Linked DNA regions of Mus musculus: region 2 is linked to region 1. Evidence: chromatin contacts called from public Hi-C data. All regions are on one chromosome and are shown on one strand. The core of a region is the stretch at or near the end of the contact, and the rest is flanking DNA. Distances in the headings are between cores, read along the strand shown. Region 1 overlaps Tenm2 (teneurin transmembrane protein 2). Region 2 overlaps Tenm2 (teneurin transmembrane protein 2).

Region 1 (2,700 bases), core at 44-2,543:
CTGAAAATGCTCTCTCCCTCCGTGGCCACTTCCATTTCTGAATCTGTTTTTTTAAACTACACCAATGCATGCCAGGCTGAGATCAAAGAGCTTTCTAACCATAGTGGTAACTGATCTGGAACCTTCCTGCGAATCAAAGTGTGCATCTCTCCCCGGCTTTCCAAAGGCCTTCACCTGGCATCCAGCCTCTCTTCCCTCAAGCACCCCTCATGTGGGTGCTGAGAAACCTAATTTGCGCATGTGTCAGTGGTGTGACTCCTCCTAAGGAGAAAGGTCATCGGACCCACAGTTGAGTTTGACTGCTTTAGGAAATGTCTCGGCTTGCTCCCTCCCATCCTGCGAAGATTAGGATCAGAATGAAGAGTATGCCAACAGGGAAGTTCTCTGGGGGTAGTCTCAGGGAGGCAGCTGTGCTGAGGAGGAAACAAGGAGCCCTGGAGCAGGGCGTCTGGTTTGGTGCTAACTCTAGCAATGTCCACACATACACATCCTGGTCTCCATGCCTCCCCTTACAACAAAGTCCAGCTCAGGATCTTGCATCTTTCCTTACCAATGAGGTATCTGAGGCCCTGCCTGGGGAACCGCTGATGTCTCTCCTGCTCACATCCTGAGGCAGTGCCCCAAGGGAAGCTTCCCTCACTTCCAGAGATATGCCACAAACATTTCTGTGGGAGCAAAATGGAGCTCAGGAGGAAAAGCCTGAGAGACATTGGATGAGTTCTCAGAGAAAACAAAAACAAAAACAAAAAAACAACGAGATCGTGGTCAATCTGCCACCACCTTCTGCCTTACAGTTACCACCAGCAGAGTGTGGGGGAAAAGATCACAGAGAATGCCCTAAATGACAGGCCTCTGAACGTTTACTCAACACGGTTTCTGGTATGTGTGCTTTGCTGTTTAGCTACTTTGAGGCCTCCTGTCTCACTGAAATCACGCCCAGAGTCTCAACAGAAGATTCATTGTGTAGGAAACCCACGTCCACCACATAAAATTTAAATTTGCCAAGAGCCCCAGCATGTCAGTCAGAGATATGTGCTCAAAATATGTATGCTCTTCTATGGAATGAGGCCTCCCCCCTTCTCTTTTCATTCTGACCAACTGAAGTGAGGTAAACAGGGCAGAGGAGCGAGTTTTTGCCACATCCTACGAGGAAGATGAAAACAGGAACAGCGGGAGCTGGCAAATCTCTGAGAAGTTTCAGGGCAGCTGGGAATTAATGGACAGGACTTTGCTTTTAGCTTGAAGAGGAAGAAAGCAGCCTTGGTAGGTGCGTGGCGTTGCTAGGCAACCCCAAGCTAGCCCTAGCGCAAGTTCATTCTGCTGGTGGCCTTCTGAGGAGGTGACTCTTTGTGTTTGTAAAGTGCAAAGCCAGCTGCTGCTTAAGGAAAAACAAAACCTAGGAAGTAATTAGTCTGGAGGGTAAATGGGCATCAGGTGGCAGCTCTTCTCTGGAGAGGATGCTATGACTGAAGTTGGAATTGGCTTATGGGCTCACACTTGGGCATCCAAGTTTCTGAGTTTCAGGCTGGCTTTCGGATTTCCTCGAACGCCTGCCTCTAAATGACTGGTTTAGACTCCTGGAAGGCACCCCTGTTTGGATGCTTATTTCTTCAGCTAGAAGGAACTGATGGCTGCCTGGGGTTTCAGGTTCTATCATGACCCTGGACCAGTGGTTCTTAACAAAGGATTTATAAAAAGATTTTCCTCTTTTTTCTCTGGGGGATGTCTGATAATGTCTGGAGATATTTTTGATTGTCATCTTTAGGGGTAGTAACACTTGACAACTCATGGGTAGAGGCTAGGGATGCCATTCCACATCCTAAAGGCACAGGAGAATGCTACCCCCACCCTCCAAGAACGGCACAGGTTCAAATGTCAACAGGACTGAGGCCGAAAACCCTGGCTTCATTAGATCTCAGCCATGGTTGTTGGTTGTGAGTTCGAAGGGCCTGGCCTGGTCTCAGACTAACAGGGCTTGAATGAACAGGATTCATTTCTACCTGTCCATCTATATCTCCCTCAACAGCCGAGAAGTGGAAGGAGCCTTCTTCTCCAACTGCAGATGCCTCCTTCTCAGGAAAAGCTTGCAAGGGCATCAGCAACATGGTTGATTTTGTCAATTCACACTCTATCCCCAGCTCACACAGATGCATGCAGTTATCTCTACACAAACCAAAGCCATACTGCTATGTGATGCCTGAGTCCTTTCAGCTCCAGCCCCGGACACACCCCTGCTCTCACGTCAGCATCCCTGTCTGTTCACTCAAGGTCAACTCCAAGTCAGAGGAATCCAACCTCTTTCCTTTTGTTCTCACTAAACTGTATCCTCCATCCATGAATGGCACCTGAACTCATCCACTCCTGAGACGGAAGCCTTGGAGTGACCCTCCCCTCCCACTGTCTCTCTCATCTCTTGGAGCTAGCTCCAATCACCATGGCTGAGTGTACCTCTTAACTGAGCTTAGACAAAATGCTACAGTTGGATATAGCCTGGATGTATCCCAAGAGTCCATCTTTGGGAGTTGTATCCTATGGCCTTTGTTACTAACTACAATTTGAATGGTCTTCCTAGAACTTCTCAGTGCTCAATTAAATAGCTGTGCTGGGCATTCCTGTTGGGCTGTTCACCTGTCATGTGAGGGACCATGTCTAACTTATTTTCCGTGGGATTGTAGTACTCAGTGGGTAGTTGGTGTGTGT
Region 2 (2,736 bases), core at 197-2,696, 570 kb after region 1:
TAATATCCAATGTTAATTACATTTCCCATTCTGAGGAAAATCCTATTGGGCTAATTTTTCAACATCATATAATGAAAGAACTTCACTGACAAACCATGTAGGTTTTCGATTTTTGTTTTTTGTTTTGTTTTTTTAACTGGTACATCTATTAAGAACTTAATATTCAGTGGGAAAACAGTCTCAGAGCAATGAAATTCTATTACTTTAGAGGTTGCATGCTTTTAATTTCTTAATATTTCATTACTTGTTGGCAACTGGTGCATATTTTTATAATGCGTTTGATCATTACTCTTCTCCGGGTACTCTATTTCAGCTCTTCCTCTGACATCATATTTGCATGTTAAAGGGTTTTTGCATTCAGGGATGGGATGTTCTGAATAGCAATGTGCAGCTAACTTGATTTAAAACAAAACAAAACAAAACAAAAACAAAAATGGAAAACAGCAAACAGACATCATATATAGGGCCCAAGGAGGACAAATTGTCATTTACAAATCTAAATCAAGTTTGAATAGCTTTCTATAGAAAGACATAAAAGGTAATGATACAATGTAATTCATTAATTAGCAAATTAGTTTGGAGAGAGGGCTCTGATTCTTTGCCTCTTGTAAGTCTAGTTTTTCTTCTCTTTCCTGTGGGGGGTGGAAATAATCTTTTCTTTGCTCTCCAGCAACATCTACTGGAAAAGTCAGAAAAATGCTATTTATATGAATCAGATAGTTTGAGTAGGGATACCACTGATTGCCATCTACCCTAAAGAGTGCCACCAGCCAGCCGAGATGCCACCGGGTTACAGGGCAACTCTCTGCATGCACTTTAGTCCTGTGTCCTTCTAGGAGAGAGACAGAGGCTCATGTGGTGGTAAGTGGACAAGGTATAATTTAAAACTTATGACTGCCTCACCTTGAGGAAGTCATTTTCATATACAGAGGAAGAAAATATATGTGATAAAGTTACGGTACCTGGGCATATTTTCTGAACCCGTACCACTCTTTTAAAGCATAATCCTTATCATTAGAAAAAAATTGCCGGGGGGAGCGGTGGAGGGAGAAGAAGAAAAAGAAAGAAAAAAAAAAAGCCGTCAATGTTTAGGTGTACCAAGAATCAGAAAAGAGTTCATTCAAGAAGGCAGCACAGAGAAAGAATTCTGAAGAAAGCCACTTTATGATTCTGTCAAGTTTCTTAAGTTGAAGAGGAGGAAAACTACCTGTGAGGCTATTTTTTAAATTTGCCAGTGTCTACCAACACATCTACCCAGCATCCCATGGCTGTATGGCTTTTCCTGGATCCCATCTCTCTCTCTCTCTCTTCAATCCACAGAAAATAATTCCGTTTGCCTGCACCTGTACCGGGACCTTCCCAGGAAACTCCTACCCGGGATAAACTCTGGATGTTGTCCAGACGTTGTCTGACCAGAGCCACTTTCCACTTGTTCCTCCTTGCCCAGTACCGAGCCTGTCCCCATGCCCTCTCAAGGCTGAATCCATGAGCTGCATGTACAAGATGCCATTAGGTGGGTCTGGCAACACAAGATACTCCAGATAGAGGTGTTAAACAGCCAGTCCAGTTTGGAAACTAAGCAAGAAAACATTCTATCACGACACAAATGTGTGAAATACTATCTTTCTGTGCTCACTGAACTCCACAGAGCCATAGAAGGGCAGTTTTTCCTAGGGCCAAGCCTAGAGGCACGGCCATCACCTTTCCATATTCCCTTCCCAGGAAGCATTCTCTTTAATCAAACAGCACACTTGTAAGGAACTTCCCCTATGCCCACCAAGGTAATTTAAAAACCAACTTAAATACGTCGGGTAACGCTTGTCAAAAACCTGGATAGGACTCAGATTTCTGGTCACGCTTAATTTCAAAAGTTGGCTTATTTGTATTATATTTCTCCATTCTCAAATATCAGTTCATTCATGCCGGTCACAATTTCATTTTTTTTTTTTTTTTAACAGCAGAGGCAATGAAAACAAAATCCACCAAAAGTGAGATTAACAGCAAATAGCCCAAACTTTAAAAACAACATCTGCGGCCACAAACACCCTGTGCTGAGAGATGATTCAAGGATAGAGCATAGTCTCTGTTTGTTCACCGTGAAAATAGATACGAGCCCTTTAAAGCGTCATCCCCGAGCTTGTCAAAGGAGAAATGCCACCAGATACAATCCAGAGTTCCCATTCATAGCGCACAAAAGGAATGTCCACCTAAAGCTACCTCTAGAAGAGCACTACAGGTATCCTAGATTTGGGGGCTTAAATCAAAGTTCCCACTTGAGTCTCTAATTAGCCCCCTCTGCCATTAAGGGGGTCTCGAATCCAGAAAGCTTTATCCAACAGCACTTCCAGAGTTAACTCCCCCTCCAAACTGTCATAACTCGGTTCTCCTAATTATTTACTGGATGCCTCTCTAAGGCGTGCCCTCACCTGATGTTTTAAGTTCATATTTCATTTGGGACAACACTTAGTCTCCATTTAGAAACCGTCAACCTGCCTCAGGTTCAGGAGATTCGAGATGCGCCTCACCCACAAGAGCCAAGCCAAACACACCCAAGCAGCCAGACTTAAATAAACTCTGCCCTTTGCCGATACCTCCGGTGAGAAATTATTATAACGCATCAGAAGTTCAGAAAGAGGAAAAAATTTCAAATACCATCTGTCTTCCCAGGGCTTAAGTCCTGGAGTTCAAAAACAGTATCAATTGAATTATGTTTCCCCCTTCCCTTAGCTGTTTAGA

The links. Hi-C and Micro-C count contacts between places; a contact is called where the count stands out from the background.
Region 2: a Hi-C map of cortical neurons shows a contact between it and region 1. The contact joins two enhancer-like sites. A contact is called at or near these places in 1 of 484 Hi-C or Micro-C datasets (cortical neurons), 1 of 115 datasets of contacts at active chromatin or transcription factors (embryonic hindbrain) and 1 of 9 other capture datasets (embryonic stem cells).

What each region holds. Positions count from the first base shown.
Region 1 is chr11:36,108,353-36,111,052 of GRCm38.p6, forward strand. The region is part of intron 12 of Tenm2 (teneurin transmembrane protein 2); the gene reads right to left. Among named protein-coding and RNA genes, the nearest start is that of Gm42071, 5.5 kb to the left of the region's middle. Within about 2 kb of position 1,294, at least 41 of the 459 cell types and tissues checked have an H3K27ac peak or open chromatin away from gene starts, as enhancers often do. A contact at or near this core is called in cortical neurons, where this site is marked.
Region 2 is chr11:36,674,430-36,677,165 of GRCm38.p6, forward strand. The region is part of intron 2 of Tenm2 (teneurin transmembrane protein 2); the gene reads right to left. Among named protein-coding and RNA genes, the nearest start is that of Gm51889, 22 kb to the right of the region's middle. Within about 2 kb of position 1,447, at least 8 of the 459 cell types and tissues checked have an H3K27ac peak or open chromatin away from gene starts, as enhancers often do. A contact at or near this core is called in cortical neurons, where this site is marked.